Regions from separate parts of the Sus scrofa genome. Here all the other regions are linked to region 1. Evidence: chromatin contacts called from public Hi-C and HiChIP or PLAC-seq data. All regions are on one chromosome and are shown on one strand. Each heading gives the region's core, a stretch centred on a gene start, on an enhancer-like site or on the middle of the called end of the contact. The rest is flanking DNA. Distances are from core to core; before and after follow the strand shown. Region 1 holds the start of KLF7 (Kruppel like factor 7). Region 2 has its middle 110 kb from the start of CREB1. Region 3 has its middle 55 kb from the start of CPO. Region 4 has its middle 160 kb from the start of KLF7.

Region 1 (4,120 bases), core at 992-3,491:
GGTTTGAGCCAGTAATTTTCTTAAAGTCTCATGGCTAGGAAGTGGCAGTAGGGATGACCATAAGGAGCAAGTTAACACATTCATTGGGATGTGATGGCTCTAAGTGCTTTTCTACCTCTGGGAAAGGCCCAGGCAGTCTTCTCATATACTGGCAGTTATATGTGTGCTATCGTAATACCACCTTATTCATGTAGGACTTTTAACCTTTTTATACCATTTATCCCCTGGCACCATGAATATGTATGTATAATACTAAATGCACCAAGATCTGTGTAGTCCATGCACATACATTTACAGTAAATTCACAATTATACAGGTAGATCTGACCAACAGAATCCCAGACATCAGAAAGTAAATAAACTAGATTGTCCTCAACTCAATAATTCCTGTTTAATTTCCCCTGACAAATACTGAATTTCAAATGGTGTTTGTTCTATAAAACAGAATCTTTCAAATATTGAGATATGGAGTTCCACATAGTAAGAAGGCGAGACAGCTGAGAAGGGTGATTAAGGTGGATATGTTTCTTCCACTGCAGGGTGAATTAAGTTTCTCATCTCTGAAGAAATACCAAATTCTGCAATCATTCCAGAAGTGGAAGTTCAGCTCTCAGTGCATTTTGGGGAAGCTTGAACGACTAACCACTTAAGGTCAAGCAAACAACTGTTCAACCCCAACAACGTGCGTAGTGCAAGGGTTTCACCTAAGAGACAACAGGGTCTCTATAGATAAAACTCTATATGATAGCTTCAGAAAGTAATTCGGTTCCTCTCCTCTCACCACCGCACTTTGGGCAGGTAGACATCCTCTCTCCAAGCCACATGGGGAGCCTTGCCTTTAACACCAGAGCAAGTTGCCAGCTCCAGCCTGCACCCCACGTCCACCCAGCTTCCCTCTATTGTCTTTAACACACTCCAGTAAAGTGTCCCCTTCCAGTCAGCGCTAACTGGGGGTCTGACCCCGGCTGCATTCCCCCTTCACGGGGTCAGAAGGCAGGACAGGCTGGGGGGCGGGGGGCGCACCGCGGCGCCAAGGGGCGTGGGGGGCGGGGACTGCGTGCGGGCGCGGGGCGGGCACAGGCTGCTCTCTGCGCTCCGCTCCCCTTTGTTCTGCTCCATTGTGAGCGGCACTTTCTCCTCTGGCGCTTCTTCTCTGCACCCTGGCAGCCTGTGGGGAATTCGTGAAGGGGCTTTTGGTGACTTTTTCTTTCCCGCCCCCCACGCCGGTTTATCTTTTAGGAAGTGAGGAAGTCCTTTGCGCTGCCCCTCCCTCGCGGTTCCCCGCCCCCGGGCCTAGGAGGTAGGTGGAGTGGGAAGTGGCCGGCCCTCCTCCCCACGCTGGCTTCTCAGTCCCCCGCCCCGCTCCTCCTCCAGGAGGCATCTTAACCCAGCGTTCTGGACTTTCACCTCCTGACCGGCCGCGTCCACGCCAGAACGGCAACATGCGACCCTTTCCCTTCTCAGGGGAACCGGCTCCGAACGCCCTGGCTCCGCTAGGCACCAAAGCGAGGGTCGGAGGCCGGCGTGCAGCCCGATCCCGGCCGCCTCGGCGTCCCCGGAGCCAGCGCAAGTGTCGCCGCGACCCTCCCCGTCCCTCGCGCTCGTGTTACCCGGCAGCCCGGCGGCAGCCTCAGCCCCCTTATATAGCCCTCTAAAAATAGCTCGCCTCGCACCGCCTTGTAAGGCAGCAGGGAGATCCGCAGCGCGCCAATCCAAGCCCGTCGCCAGGACCAAGCCCCGCCCCAGGCCTCGCTTCGTGCTCCCCATTGGTCTTCAGTGACTTCATGAGCCCCCTGTTTACCTTACATGGTCACACGCGGCCTAATGGACGCCCTCCTCCGAGATCCCACGGCTGCGCGGAGAGCCGGGCGGAGGGAGGGAGTTTGGGGAGGGGGAAGAGCAGGAGGAGGAGAAAAGGAGGGGGGGAAGACTACAAACTAGCAAGGATGGGGTGGGGGGTGGGGAGGAAGGAAAGGGGGGGAGAGAAGCGATCGCGAGAAAAAAAAAATGCAACCTCCCAAAATAAAGAGCAAAGATTGCATTAGGAGCGAACAGCGCTGCAGAAATAGATGGCAGCTTCGTGTCAGTGAGTTTGCATCCCCCTTCCTGATCCACGAGCTGGAGTGATTAGAGCCCTGGAAGGGAATTGTTACTCCCGTGGAGAAGTCCCCTTTTCCTGGCAGCCGTCTGCACTGTACACGCTGGATGCCTCTTTCCATCCGCCCCACTCAGTCTCTCCTTTCTCACCTCCTCTCTCCCTCTCTCCTGCATTGATTTTTTTTTTTTTTCCTTTTTAGTTGACTGAAACAAAACAAAACAAAAGGGCCACTGGATGTCTGCCTTCTTGGGGGGTGAGCCAGACAGACTGACAAACAAACAGACCCAACTGTGTTCGGGGGAGGGTTTCTCCTCCCGTTTTGCCCGGCAGCAGCAGCATGGACGTGTTGGCTAGTTATAGTATATTCCAGGAGCTACAACTTGTCCACGACACCGGCTACTTCTCAGCTTTGCCATCCCTGGAGGAGACCTGGCAGCAGGTGAATGATTTAAATTACTTGTGTAAATCGTGTGGCGGCGGCGGAGGCGCAGGGGCTGCGTTGGTGTGGGCTTGGGGTTGAATTTTGTGTTGTTGTTGTTTATTTTTTTCCCCCTTTTTGGCTGTTTGTTATTTAAAATGTTTTCGGAAACAGTCATCTGCTTACCTCTCCACCCACCCCCTAACCCCTTAGTGTGCCGAGCTGAGCAGCCGGTCTGAGCTGCCTGCGTTTCAGTCGCCAACACGCATCCTTGCGCACACGTTGTCGAGCTCAGTGTCCCCCAGCAGAGACCTCCCTAACTTCTGGGGTTCGGAGGAGAGGGTTGGGAAGGTGGTTTGGGTTACAAGTCGTCGGTGACAGGTACCGCTTCCCTATATGCAGGAGCTCTACCTACTTGAATCTTGAACCTTAAATCAGGTTCATCTCTTTCAACTGTGCTAACGACCGTCAGGTGGAGGGGAGGCGGTAGGAGCAAAGCGGAGTGTTTTCCCAGTAATTAGGGAGTATCTGTAAAGAATAGAAACTTGATTTTGAGATTAGAAGGTGGGCAGAAAGAAGAGGAGCCCAGTGATAAGAGATACTTGAGGATATTTCCGAGGAGGACTGGAAGATGTTATCTGTCTAATGCTGAACGTGCATTGTAGGTCTTTCCAGTGCAACGTCTTCAGAAAGAGAACACCTTCTCTATGTGTGTCCTTGCTTCTCTTTTTTTGGAGGGGTCCCTCTCCACTTGGCACAACCTCTGACAAAGGGTGATGTGTACTTCCATGCCTCTGACTTTGTCTTAGAGGACTAGTTAAGAAACTCCTAAGATGCTGAAGGGCACTGATGCCAAGTTGGCTGGGTGTCCCAGTAAGGGGGAAGTGGGGCTGGTGACAAGTTCCCTGGGCTTTGTGAAGTGGAATAAAGAAAGTGCTGGTCAGTGGAAAGTGCTAGATCTGCTGCGGAAATGGTGGTTTTCTCAGTAAGGATTAGGAGCTGCTGAGGGGACATTAAATGCAGGAAAGATGGTGGATGGGGGAGTGGAGGAACACGAGTAGTCTTTCAAAATTCTGCAGTGTGCATCATGGAAAGTCCAAGAAGACGGTTTGAATTTGCACATTGGAAGTGCGAACCTGCATGGTCCGCCTTGGAAAAACGTGCTTGCCCTTGAGGAGGGGCTGCAAGAAGCTTGGTGTGTGGCTGCTCGTGTAACTTCTCCGCTCCGTGACAGCAGCTTGTTAAGGCTAATGAACGGCTGAATTTCCTCTGCCAGTATCCAAAGCGGGATTTGCCAGCTTGAGCCTAGGATGTAACAGTAGCTGCTTTAGGGAGAGAGGTTTGGCTTTTGGTGTAAGGAGCCAATCCTCTCTCTGTACCATTGTTACTAGTTGCTATTCTCCCTTCTGATCTGAGGCTATGAGTTTCTCCAGGTACTGGCCTCCGGTGTCTCTGCGTCCACACATGCATTCCTGCCCAAGGATGCTGGCTGATGGATTTGACCATCTCCCTCTAAATGCACACACAGCTCAAGCGTTTTTAACATAAGGCATTTCTTCAGTGTATCCTTTCCCTCATCCTTAAGGAGACTATCTCACCAAGGGT
Region 2 (4,120 bases), core at 1,011-3,510, 220 kb before region 1:
TTAAAAATAATTTCCTTAAATGTGATAAGGTTTATTTTTTGGCTCATATTTGTTAGATTATTATAGTGTTTTAAAATATCTGGCTTAGATCACGTAAAATTTTTAAATTATACTTTAAGCAGCTATTAGCATAATGATATTATCTATTAATAGAGATTCCTACAGGAGTAAAGGTACCTGCAATTTACATGAAATCAGAAAAGTGGTGTGATTAGTAGCATCACAACAGACCCAGCATGACTGTTGTAATGACTGCATTTCCCGTCACTGTAATTATCTCCTAAAACTTTTATTGGGGACATTGATTGCCATTTGCTCACTCATTCACTTTGACAAAGTGGACTGATGAACAAATGCCAGGAGTGAACCAGTGGCCATGCAGGGCCTGTGGCAAATAGGCACTGGATGATTACCAAATGAACTGTTCACATTGGCCAGGACAGTTTGACCTTTCTGGGTTCAAAATAAATGAAAGATTTCATATTTCTTTCAATTACCAAGATTTTAAGTGAAGAAGATAAATGAGAGATGGTGATTTTCAAAGAGAAAATGTGAAATGCTGACTCGTATTGGAAGGACATGAGGCACAAGTCACGTCTCGCCTGTCGGCGTCCTTCTGTTCACCTGTTTGAGGGAAGGGATTTGGCTTCTTGAATCCGTCCACTTCTCTCCTTGTTCAGGGTCAGGTCTGTAAGCCAGGCTGCCATCAGCTCTCCTGTGGACTACTTCAGCTGCCTTCTAACTGCTCTCCCCGCTTTTCACTGCACCACTCTCCAATTTTTCTCTCTCCTGCAGACAAAGGACTCTTCCTAAACAGCAGATCTGATCATGTCACTCCGCCTGCTTAAAGTACTTCTCTGACTCCCCAGATCTTTATTCTGGTTTATAAGGCCTTTCGTTATCTGATCCACACTTAGCCCTGCAGCCTTACATGGCTCACCACACCCCTGTGGAATGCTTCATATACCCCAGCCACAAGGATCCAGAAGGGCTCTCCTTTCTGACCCTGGCCTCCACTCTCCTCCTCTCTTTGGTTTAACTTCCAATCACCTTCCAGGCTTAGGTGTTCCCCTGGCACTCCAAGGGCATCCTTAACTCCTCTTTTTTCACTTACCACACTGTTCCGAAATTGCCTCTTGACTTGTCTGCTTCTGCTGTTAATTCGATGAGAGCAGAACTGGGCCTGTCTGGTTCATCTTGTATCCTTAGCATTAAATGTGGAGAGAAGACAGCCAGACATGATGAAAGAGGGAGCGACTCTTTTTTCCAACTTTGCTTGTAGCTGCTCTTAAGTCAGGTCAAAGGCAAAATGTTAATGTAGCCCCAGTATCTATTTCTAGGTATGGCTCCACACTTTCCCTGTACAAGTGGGTTTTCTTTTTGGAAGATGGGTCAAAGGATGGAATGAAAAGTGAGACTGTGGTTCTAATTGGTTGTTGTGAGTATAGAAAATGTAAATGTGGGTGAACGCGTTTGGTCTATTTCTCCCAGACCCAGACGGGAAGGACCTCGAGCACACACCCGTGCCTGTGTGGGTATCTGGGTGTATTGTGTTGCTCAGCATGGAGATGGGTTAGCTTTGTTAGAAATTAATGCCTGTGAGTTCTTCTGATAAAGCAGTTGCTGAGCTCTGCTTTCTCTGCCAAAGAATGACCTATGTGTGTCAAAATGGTATGTTTCAGAAAGAAAAAAGTCACAAATCCTGGAAGGTTACCCTGAGATATCTATTCATTACTATAGCCCAGATTTAATGACTAGAAAAGAGGTGGTTTTTTTTTTTTTTTAACTCTTTGAATGTGGCTGTACATGTGTGCATATGTGATTAGCATTGGCTCAAACCAATTTAGAAGAATGTAGCTTATATCAAGAAAGTAAAATTGCAGAATATGAAAGAGGTAACCTGGGATATCCAGTCACAGATAGGCTGTGGGATTGTAGTTTGATTTTTTTTACATTCTTAAAAATTATTTTGAATACACATTTTTTCCCCAAAACTTTTTCTCCCACCATCTCCCCACAGCCCCAATGAGACTTCTTTGGAGGTAGGCCAGACTTTGCTGTGCCCTTCTCTCGGTCACAGACTAGCAGATAATTGTGGAAATGTTCTCTTGACGTTGCTTAGCCCCGTGACTGCAACAGGCACCTGAAGCTGCATGGCTCCCTTTGTCTCACGAATAGTACAAATTGGGTAATGCATTTGAGCAAGGCTGGCGGATTCCTGCCAGGATGAAGGCAGAATCAGAAGCAAAGGAAATCTAAAAGATGCCTGTTTCACTTCCTCCCTGCACTTCCCTGTGCTGGGTCCACACAGTCTGATGCAAACACCTAGTAAGCTGGCTTGCTGATAAATCACAGAGCAAGGTGATGTGTCTTTGCATTTCTTGAAAAACAATCAGATGGTGAGAGCCTGCCACTCGTTGCTGGCAAGAACTTTAGTGATTTGTAGCCACCCAAATAATCTCTTCTTTTCCACTTTTCTGTTTGGGGCTTTAAGATGTATCTTGTTTCTTTAAGCAAAACAGCTGACTTGACTTGTGTCTGACTTCTGGGAATAATTGAATTCTTCTGGCGGGGGCTGAGTAACCAGAGAGCAGCAAATGAAAATTTCACTCTGAAACACACCCACACTCACCCACATGCAGACATGTGGGCTCGGCCACAGAGCTCTCTGTGGTTTAGGGAGAGAGATTTGGGGAATATTCATGTATTATTTGCCTTTTTAATTTCCCAGCCTATTTTAGGGGTCAAATCTATAAATCTCAACATGGAAAGTGGGAAAGTGAAACTTTATATGGTCAAGAGGCATGTGGATTTTTAAAAGTTGAGAAACATTGTGACAGAGAAGTAGGGTCATTTAGTGATCTCGCAGCCCTGCTTTGATGGAAAAACCATGCTCTGGTAGAGGAGGAAGTCAGAGCGGCAAAGAAACTAACAATATTTGAATGTTCACTTCCTCTTGACGCACTTTGAGTGAATCGGCATATGTAATTCTCACAACAAAGCTGCTATTCCACCTATTTTTACAGATGATGAAGATAAGGATTCGAAAGATTTAATATGCTCAGGTACATCCATCTGGTAAGAGACAGAATTGGGACTTGAACCCAGATTGCTCTGATGTCAAATATAGCTCCAATTATATCACTTTAAACCACTGGGGCGGGGTGGGGGGGGAGGATCTACAACCTACATAACTATGGACTGTGGAGTTGCTCCTCTACTTGTCACAGCAGCGTCATTTCTCTTGCTCCCTTGCCCTCCTGTCTCCCTGAAAGGTTTTGAAAGGCTCATTACTGCTGGGTAGCTCCAGGGAACATCCCCAGTACAGCAGACCTGCCTTCCTTTCGAAGTTGGACATGGCACCAGCATGCGCGTCTTTACACAGAATTAGGAAGGAACATTTTTTTTTTTTAAGATTTGTATTTTTTTTTACAGCAGTTTTTAGGTTCATGGCAAAATTGAGAGGAAGTTGCAGAGATTTCTCATCCCCCCATTCACAGCCTTCCCCATTATCAACATCCCACACCAGAGTGATACATTTGTTGCAACTGATGAGCCCACATGGACACATCATTATCACCCAAAGTCCAGGGGTTTACATTAGGGTTCAGTCTTGGTGGTGTACATTCTATGGTTTGGGATGAACGTATAATGACGTATATCCATCATCATAGTGTTGTACAGAGTATTTTCGCTGCCCTAAAAATCTCTTATGTTCCACCTATTCATAATTCCTCCCTTGTCCCCAAATCCCTGGAAACTCCTGATCTTTTTACAGTCTCTACAGTTTCAATTTTTTTACAACTAGAAAGGTAAGGATGTGGGGTGATTTATTGAGCTCACCATTACTTTTCCATCCACTCAGAATTAGCTTGTATATTTACATTGAGTCACCAATCAACACAAGCCCTCTCCATGAACAAACTGTAGTGGTTATCTACCTGGGAGATACAGGGACGCTCTAGCTGCAGTTAGGATTCATGAGTAGCTTAATCTGGTTATGGGGAGAGGCAATATATATCTATCCAGCTCCATAGCTCTTCAGATCTGTCTGTCTGTATCTGTATCTATGTCATTAACCATAAAATTAGAGCAGTGAGAAAATTTTCAGGGCTTCAAA
Region 3 (4,120 bases), core at 795-3,294, 160 kb after region 1:
GTTTTGGTCTGGGAAAGAATTAAATAATTAGGAGATCTTTTAGGTTCTGTTAGGCTTTGTTCAATTCCTTTCTAAGGAGAGGTCTATTTTGGTTTTAACTTTAATCTTATGGTATGGCCTTAATCTCAGATGATTCTTACTCTAGAAGTGTGGCCTTTCTTGGTTCTCAGCTGAACACCCAATGAGGTTTCCCCACTCTGCATGCACCAGAGCTTTCGTGTTTCTCAGCACTACACAACTTCCTATTTCTCCAGTCTATTCTCAGCCTTGCAGCTTCTCTCTACAAGACTTTCATGAGTCTTGCCCTTGCTAAATCCCAGGCTAGTCTTTAGCCGAGGACGCATGGTGAATTCTACACAGACTTTTGGAGCTCCCTCCTTCCAAGTACCCTAAAACATTCTAAAGACTTCCACAGTCTGGAATTCTGATCTCTATCTTTTCAACTCAGCAAAATTGCCACTCTAGTTGGGCTCCAGTTTTCTACACTCCCAGCAGAAATTCATGGAGGTTCACCTTGTGTGTTTCTCTTATCTTGGGTATCACAATCTTTCACTGCCTATTGTTAATGTTTAAAAACGGATACTTTGGAGTTCCTGTTGTGGCTCAGAGGAAAAGAATCTGACTAGTATCCATGAGGACGCAGGTTCAATCCCTGGCCTTGATCAGTGGGTTAAGGATTTGGCATTGCCCTGAGCTGTGATGTAGCTCACAGATGTGGCTTGGATCTGGTGTTGCTGTGGCTGTGGTGTAGGCCGGTGGCTACAGCTCCCATTCGACCCCTAGCCTGGGAATCTCCATATGCCACAGGTGCAGCCCTAAAAAGACAAAAAATAAAATTAAAAAAAAAACCAGATACTTCATATATGTTGACCATCTTAATACTTGTTTATGGTGGGAGGGCAAATCTGGTACCAATTAATCCATTATAGTTGGGAGCAGAAGTTTGAAAGTTGTTTATAGCCTTAAGTGAAGATTTTATGGAGCTGCCATCGTGGCTTAGTGGTTAACGAATCCGACTAGGAACCATGAGGTTGCAGGTTTGATCTCTGGCCTCGCTCAGTGGGTTAAGGATCTGGTGTTGCCTTGAGCTGTGGTGTAGGTCACAGACGTGGCTTGGATCTGGTGTTGCTGTGGCTCTGGCATAAGTTGGCGGCTACAGCTCCAATTAGACCCCTAGCCTGGGAACCTCCATATGCCAAGGAAGCGGCCCTAGAAAAGACAAAAAGACCAAAAAAAAAAAAAAAAAAAGAAAGAAAGAAAAGATTTTATGACTAACTACAAATGTGTCTGATGGAAACAATGCAGTAGCAACTGAAGTCTTTCTCACTGGCCCCTTCCCTCATACACACACATATACACCCACCATCTGCAGATTCTGAGCTCTGATTACCACTGGGTATTCCAGTGTGGCTAAGCCCTTGTTTCTGATGGCCTTTTAAATATTTTCATTAATTGCCAGTAATGAAAAATTTTAGAAGACTAACATAAAAATCCACTGTTTCTACTTCTTTTTAAAAATGAAGATCTATGGAGTTCCTGTTGTGGTGCAGCGGAAACAAATCCGACTAGGAGCCATGAGGTTGTGGGTTCAATCCCTGGCCTCTCTCAGTGGGTTAAGGATCCGGCGTTGCCGTGAGCTGTGGTGTAGGTTGCAGACGCGGCTCAGATCCCGCGTTGCTGTGGCTGTGGTATAGGCCAGCAGCTACAGCTCCGATTTGACCCCTAGCCTAAACTCCAAATGCTGCAGTGTGGCCCTCAAAAGACCAAAAAATAAAAATAAAAATAAAAATGAAGATCTGGGGTGGCTCAGCGGGTTAAGAATCCAGCGTTGTCACTGCTGTGGCATGGGTTGGACCCCAGGTCAGGGAACTTCCTCATGGTGTGGCCAATAAAGTAAAATAAAATAAAATAGATCTGGAAGCACTAAATGAGCAGAGCAACAATAGCTTGGCACAGAGTCGTGCTTGCCTTCTCTGGAGAGGATATGTGTTTTTGTCTCCAGCCAGTACCATTTCACTCAGTTATGTTGTCTGCCTGATCCCTGTAGCTATTTATATATGTGATCCTGGCATGTGGGCAGATAATCTTACACATAAGTAGCGTGCCCACGATATCCAGTGTGATCCACCCCCATCACTGCCACATTCTCCATGAAATCTTTATTCCATGAATCACCCAGTTTTCCCAAGCTCCTTCTGGGGATGTAAATCTCCCATTAGAGAAAAGAAATAAAGGGACAGGGAGCAGAAGCATGGAGTGACGTTCAATTTGGCCAGTGTACCCTGGTCTTCATGCAGGTGGAAGTTCATCAATAAGCGGTCAGGGGCCAGCCATACTGTCTGCACCCATTCTGATTCCAAGATTAAGATGTGTTTATGCCTTTCAGCCAGCAAACCTCTCTCTTGCTTAAAAGCTTCTCAGATATTACTTTCCTGGAAATTCAATTTGGCCCTGCTCTGAATTTTATACCCATAGTTTTGCTTGAAACTCAAAGAAATGAAAAACCATAATTGTTTTGCTTATGCAATAGGGAAATGGTCTTTGTGTTTTATAATCAAAACATCGTTTTTCTTGAATTTATTGTGTGTATGTGTTTTGAGGGATAATCATATTAACCAACTTGTTTTGGATACTTACTGTGTACTAGGAACTCTGCTAAGCATTTTCTATGAAAGATGAAATTTTATCTTCAACAACAATCTCGTGAGGTAGGAAGGAATGTTCTCTTCTTCCTGCAGATGAGAAAGTGAGGCACAGAGAGGTTTTAAATACCTTGCCTGAGATCAAATGGCAAGTAAGTGGGGATGCTGGAATTTGAAATCTCTGAATTGAAAGTGAAACCTCTGAACCAGGTGCCCACCAGGTTGTGCCCTTTGACCCCCCGTGTGTAGTGGTTACCAGCAAGTGCACCCAAGCCCCTCCTGCAGTGCAGATTCCCCACCCACCACTCTAGCAAGCCCCTGGTTTGCACAATCCAGAGGGGTCTTTCATACCTAGCGTTATATTCAAGTACTCACTGTGCAAAAGGAACCCCTTAAAGTGCATGCCTCTTTTGTGTAGAAGTCAGCAAAACTCCAGAGCGAACCACAAAAGGTCACAATGAAATGTGCAAATCACGTAGGAAGTGAATTCCACCCATCACGCTCCACACTGACTTTACAGCTCATCCCCTTGCATTGACCTCATGGCTCAGAAAGCAGCGGGGACAGAGGGATAAAGAAAACATCTTTTAGCGTTCTCAGGGCCAAAAGGTCTAGAAAGCCTTGGCTGAGGAAACCAGGTAAATCCTGAGGGCAAATCCTGCATTCTTCTCATGCAGAGTCATGAAACGTGATATTGGGAAGGCCCCAGGGAGATATTTCTCTCCAGACCTCTTATTTTACAGACCGGGAAACTGAGGTTCAGAGATGAGGACTGACTCCCTGGCTACTAAGGAACAGTAGAAGCCAGCTCCCTGGCACAGTAGAAGCCAGCACCCAGGCCTTGTGGCTCCCCAGTGTGGTGCTCTCTGCACAGTATCAACAAACAGTGCCTCTGCTCCGCAGGACTGAAGGGTCGGCTCCGAAGGGGACTCGGCTCCATCTTCTGGCTGCAGGAGCAGAGGGAGAGCCCTGTATATGCAAAGAAGGAGCTGGCAGGGGAAGAACAGTGATGATTCAATCAAGAGCCAAAATACCAAGTTATTAAAAATAGAGCTAACTTTTCCCCTTCTATCGCCACCCAGACTTTCATAGACATTTCCAAGCTGTCTCCTGATAGCTGCGAAGTGAAAGGAAACAGAGGATATTGTTTTCTTTTACTGGTTCCTTCTCTGACGATGAGTGCCAAGAAGCAGAGAAATTGCAATGGTGAGGGTCCCAAGGAAGACCCACTGCCAAGTAGCCCCTCACTGTTTCAGTACTTTGACATGGGGCTTGATCTCCTTTACATGTAGTGCAGTGTCCCATTGTCGTAAATGAAGAAAATGGGTTAGCAGAAGTCAAGAGATTTTCCAAAATTCGCATATCTGCCAGGTTCAGAGGCAGGTCCTAGAACCTGTGCATTTCCAGTAGTTCTTTCTGTTAGATGTGAAACCATCAACTAGAACATGATAAACTTTAAGGGAGTCATCAGCCTTTGT
Region 4 (4,120 bases), core at 606-3,105, 160 kb before region 1:
TTAGGTATTTATCTTATTCTAAGCCACTTTATAACTCTTTATTAATTAAGAAAGCTTTTAGCTGCCTTACTTGGTTTTTCCAGATATATGCTTATGTGATTTTCAGGTACTTCAGTATCTTAGTTCACAAAATTGGTTATTTTTGTTTCATGACTTATTGCCTTAGCCAAACAATATAAAGTGATAGTAATACTAGAGAAAATTTTTGTGTTTGTTTCTGATTTTGAATATTTCAAATATTTACCCATTAAATATAATCTTTATTTATTTTAAGCCAAGAGCACCTTTATCACTTTTTTTTTTTTTTTTTTTGGTCTTTTTTGCCATTTCTTGGGCTGCTCCTGCGGCATATGCAGGCTCCCAGGCTATGCCAGAGCCACAGCAATGCAGGATCCAAGCCGCGTTTGCAGCCTACCACAGCTCATGGCAACGCTGGATCCTTAACCCACTGAGCAAGGGTAGGAATCGAACCCACAACCTCATGCTTTCTAGTTGGATTCGTTAACCACTGTGCCATGACGGGAACTCCCACCTTTATCGCATTTGAAGGGCATCCTATTTCTATTTAAATATTACTTTCGTAATTAGGAAAAGGTGTTGATTTTATCAAATGTAGTGTCTTATGAAATTATCACATAGGTTAATTATTGTTGAATCAGTGAACACTCAGTGGATTATTTTTTTCCCTCCTTGGAAATCAATCTCTGTGATCTGCTGACTGGCTGTGCTAACAGTGGCAAATGTGTAAACGGTGACTTTATGAATTTGTACATATCAGAGCCAAACTCAGTACACAAGAAAGTGGGCCAGTGCTGAAGCCAGCCACCTGAGTTTCTCTCCTTGGGCACACTCTCTAAAGTTGGTGGCTTTGGAGAGTTTTTTTAAGGTAATGACAGTTGACATCACAGTTGTTACTACTCTGAAGAAAAGACATTAGAAGAGGCAGTGTGGAATAAAGTGAAGGAGTCGAGAACATGCCACCTCAATATATGATGCTTTGGCATATTAATTACTTTGCGTGAAAGGCACTTGAAAAACAGCAATTGCAAGAAAGGCACTCTGACATTCCTTTTTCTTCCTAAAAGTGGGAGATAACATTCCCCTGTAAAAGGTGCCCTCCCTGTACCAGGAGAAAGGAACATTCTTATCATCAGAGACAGGTTGTTGAGGCTGAGCGAAACCTATACCAACAGACATTATTAGACAAGCTCGTCTTCCTTTAGTCACCCCTTGTGTTAGAGTTACTTTTCCACAACTGCTGCTCTTTGTTCAACCTCGTATATTATATCTAGTCACTTCTTTGGGTCTTGTGAGGACCTTCATTTACATGAAAATAAAATATGTATTCTTTTCTCCTGTCAATCTGTCTTTGGTCAATATCAGCTGGAGATCACAGGGGCATAGAGGAAATTTTACCTCCCCTTCAATGGGAATGAAAAATCAATGGCCTGCTCGAGAAATGAGAAATGTGAAGTTAGAAGGTTGTCCCAGATGGTGCCTTTGTGTGTATGCTTCTCTCTCCAACTGAAGGTGCATACGCCCTTCTCCCTCCAGGCAAACAGCCCCCCTCATTGTATCCCCCACCCCACCGGCTCATACCCCCTCAAGCCTCTGGGCTTAGGACTGAGATGTCAGAAGGCTTGCAGTTTAAATGCCAAGCCCCAAAATATCCTCCGACATGTGGACAAATGAACTGCTAACATCAGTGTCTGTACCAGATTCTTACTGGCACTCTGGCCGCTTGTATGACCTTTCTAACACACATTTGAAAAAATGAGCAGTGCTTTCCTCTTCCCCTGGCAGCTCAGAATAGCTCTGTTTCCTTTCCTATAAACAAGTCATATCTCTGGGAATTTCTAAAGCCGAATATTGTCTGCTCAGAAGCCGTGACTCACACTCTTTCCTGGCAGTCCTGACAAACTCATGAACGCCTCTTGAGGAAAGAATCCCAGACAACAAGAGTGGTCACAGAAAGCCTCAGATTCCTTCATGTCAAACCCAGGAAGCTGAGAGACAAAGGAAAATACCAGCAAGAATCCCTGGCCACAGTCTCCCCCTCTTCTTGGCGAAGCTCACGTTCCTGGCTGTCAGAGCAGGAAGGGGAAACCCGCCTGGAAATTTGTCCCAATCTGGTTTTAGGTCATCAACCACGCAGCCCCCTGTGTTTGGGAATTTACCTAGATCAGCTTCCTCCGGATTCTGAGGGTAAAAGTTCTTGGGGGCGAGGTGGAGGAAGGGGGCAGTTTACAGGGAAATTACCAGGAGGTCTCACTTACGTCAGGTGGTGGGGCTTCCTAGCTGCTTTTAGCAGGAATTCTGTGGCCAAAAAAAAAAAAAAAAAAAAAAAATCTTTCTGTGAATTTTCTACCCTCCTCCACTAGTGATCCTGTCTCTCCAATTCTTTTGTCCCAATTTAGTGCCACATCATTTTCCTTATACTTGCTAAATTGTCAAAAAACAGAGGAAAAAATGTTTATTTGGCTTTTCCCATCTCAACAGCATAAAAATCTGCATATGTGTTTGTGTGTGTCTCTATGTGTGTGCATATGTGTGAGAGGTACATATGTAAACACAGAACTCCTTTATAAAACCCTTAGATTTTCTAGCCAATGGGAATGATAAAGGTGCCTTTAAAAATTTTTTTTTCTTAAATTAAAGGTTGATTTACAATGCTGTGCCAATTTATTCTGTATAGAATAGTGACCCAGTCATACACACACACACACACACACACATACATACCTTTTAGAGGTGACTTTGTTCTATTAGTGAGGTGACTTTTGAACCACACCTAAGGATGGAATCTGGTTGCCAGTGGAATTAACTGTGTGTTTAGAGGGTTAGAACTTTCAGCCCCTCTCTCCTGACTCCCCACCTCCATGGAGGGGAAAAGAGCTGGAGATTAAGTTCAATCACCAATGGCTAACGACTTAATTACTCACGTCTATGTAATAATGCCACCGTAAAACCCTCAAAAGATGGGAATGGGATGCCCGGAGATTCAAGGAGTTGTGGTTATGGAAGCCATGGAATTCCGCACCCTTTCCTCATACCTTGCCCTGTGCATCACTTCCATCTGGCTGTTTCTGAGTTATAGCCTTTTATAACAAACTGGTAATCTAAGTAAGTAAAATCTTCCTCCGAGTTCTGTGAACCACTCTAGCAAATTCATCAAAGTGAAAGAGGGGGTCATTGGAACTGCCAATCGATTGCATGTCAGTTGGAAGTTCAGGTGACAACTTGGACTTAGATTGGTGTCTGAAGCTGGGGGTGGGAGCCCCTCACCTGTGACAACACTATAGATAGACAACACTATCTCCAGGTACATAGGGTCAGAATTGAGTTGAATTCTAGAATGCCAGCTGGTTTGAGAGAATTACTGAGTGGTGTGGGAAAAACCTCCATATATTGGAATTGGTGACCAGAATTATAGTGACTGTTACACTAATATGATTTCCTAATTTCATTTCTCCCTCAATTCTTTAGGGTCCAGGTTTGCCTGGAACACCGAGAGTCTGGCATCCCAGGAACTCTCTCAGTCTTGGATGAACCTGAACAGTGGGTGATTCTGTTGGTCAGCGTCTGGAAAATTTCTGCTACTGATCACATGGATTATTAAAAGACAAAGGTAACCCATTTCTAACCTGAAAGTACCTGGGTTATGAGGGGATAGCATTGAACTCCATATCACAGGGGCTATGATGCATATCTTGTCTCCATACCTCTTACAGTGACTGTATAATTTTAAAAGGTATGGAATAGTTGTTGATTTGATATATAATGAGCAAGGTCGCTTATGTGTCAACATTTGTGGGAAGAGTACAACTGCAAATGATATGATTTGAGGTAAAACTGAATTCATGAGTAGTGAAGTTTTTAAAATGTAAAGTCATTATTTTCTAGTTAAGTGTGCAATTTCTTTGAATAATACTCAATTATATATCCTGACTATTTTTTAAAAATCTGAGTTCAGGAGTGTTCTCTTTTTATAATAACTGTGCTCCTGAAAGATACTATGAACAAAATAGGTTTTTATAAATCATGTTTTTAGTGCATTAGGGAGGTTCTTTGCGAGAACCATTGTAGCCCCTTATCTGCTTAGTTGTGCAAATGTCAATCT

Evidence for each region. Hi-C and Micro-C count contacts between places; a contact is called where the count stands out from the background. HiChIP or PLAC-seq counts read pairs in DNA pulled down with a chosen protein or histone mark.
Region 2: an H3K27ac HiChIP or PLAC-seq map of alveolar macrophages shows a contact between it and region 1. The contact joins the enhancer-like site here to the promoter of KLF7 in region 1. A contact is called at or near these places in 9 of 47 Hi-C or Micro-C datasets (alveolar macrophages, embryonic fibroblasts, epiblast stem cells and 5 more) and 2 of 2 datasets of contacts at active chromatin or transcription factors (alveolar macrophages and skeletal muscle).
Region 3: a contact with region 1 is called in an H3K27ac HiChIP or PLAC-seq map of skeletal muscle, with 4 times the contacts expected there. The contact joins the enhancer-like site here to the promoter of KLF7 in region 1. A contact is called at or near these places in 9 of 47 Hi-C or Micro-C datasets (alveolar macrophages, brain, embryonic fibroblasts and 5 more) and 1 of 2 datasets of contacts at active chromatin or transcription factors (skeletal muscle).
Region 4: a Hi-C map of embryonic fibroblasts shows a contact between it and region 1, with 3 times the contacts expected there. The contact joins the enhancer-like site here to the promoter of KLF7 in region 1. A contact is called at or near these places in 9 of 47 Hi-C or Micro-C datasets (embryonic fibroblasts, liver, mesenteric adipose tissue and 4 more) and 2 of 2 datasets of contacts at active chromatin or transcription factors (alveolar macrophages and skeletal muscle).

The regions. Positions count from the first base shown.
Region 1 is chr15:110,377,223-110,381,342 of Sscrofa11.1, reverse strand. KLF7 (Kruppel like factor 7) reads left to right here and starts at 2,241. Exons shown (of 4, transcript NM_001097487.1): 1 at 2,241-2,536. The coding sequence starts at 2,435.
Region 2 is chr15:110,597,536-110,601,655 of Sscrofa11.1, reverse strand. No RefSeq gene overlaps it. Among named protein-coding and RNA genes, the nearest start is that of CREB1, 110 kb to the left of the region's middle. Within about 2 kb of position 2,260, at least 30 of the 83 cell types and tissues checked have an H3K27ac peak or open chromatin away from gene starts, as enhancers often do. A contact at or near this core is called in alveolar macrophages, retroperitoneal adipose tissue, skeletal muscle and 1 more, where this site is marked.
Region 3 is chr15:110,218,090-110,222,209 of Sscrofa11.1, reverse strand. No RefSeq gene overlaps it. Among named protein-coding and RNA genes, the nearest start is that of CPO, 55 kb to the right of the region's middle. Within about 2 kb of position 2,044, at least 5 of the 83 cell types and tissues checked have an H3K27ac peak or open chromatin away from gene starts, as enhancers often do. A contact at or near this core is called in fetal skeletal muscle and skeletal muscle, where this site is marked.
Region 4 is chr15:110,535,291-110,539,410 of Sscrofa11.1, reverse strand. No RefSeq gene overlaps it. Among named protein-coding and RNA genes, the nearest start is that of KLF7, 160 kb to the right of the region's middle. Within about 2 kb of position 1,855, at least 38 of the 83 cell types and tissues checked have an H3K27ac peak or open chromatin away from gene starts, as enhancers often do. A contact at or near this core is called in embryonic fibroblasts, liver, mesenteric adipose tissue and 4 more, where this site is marked.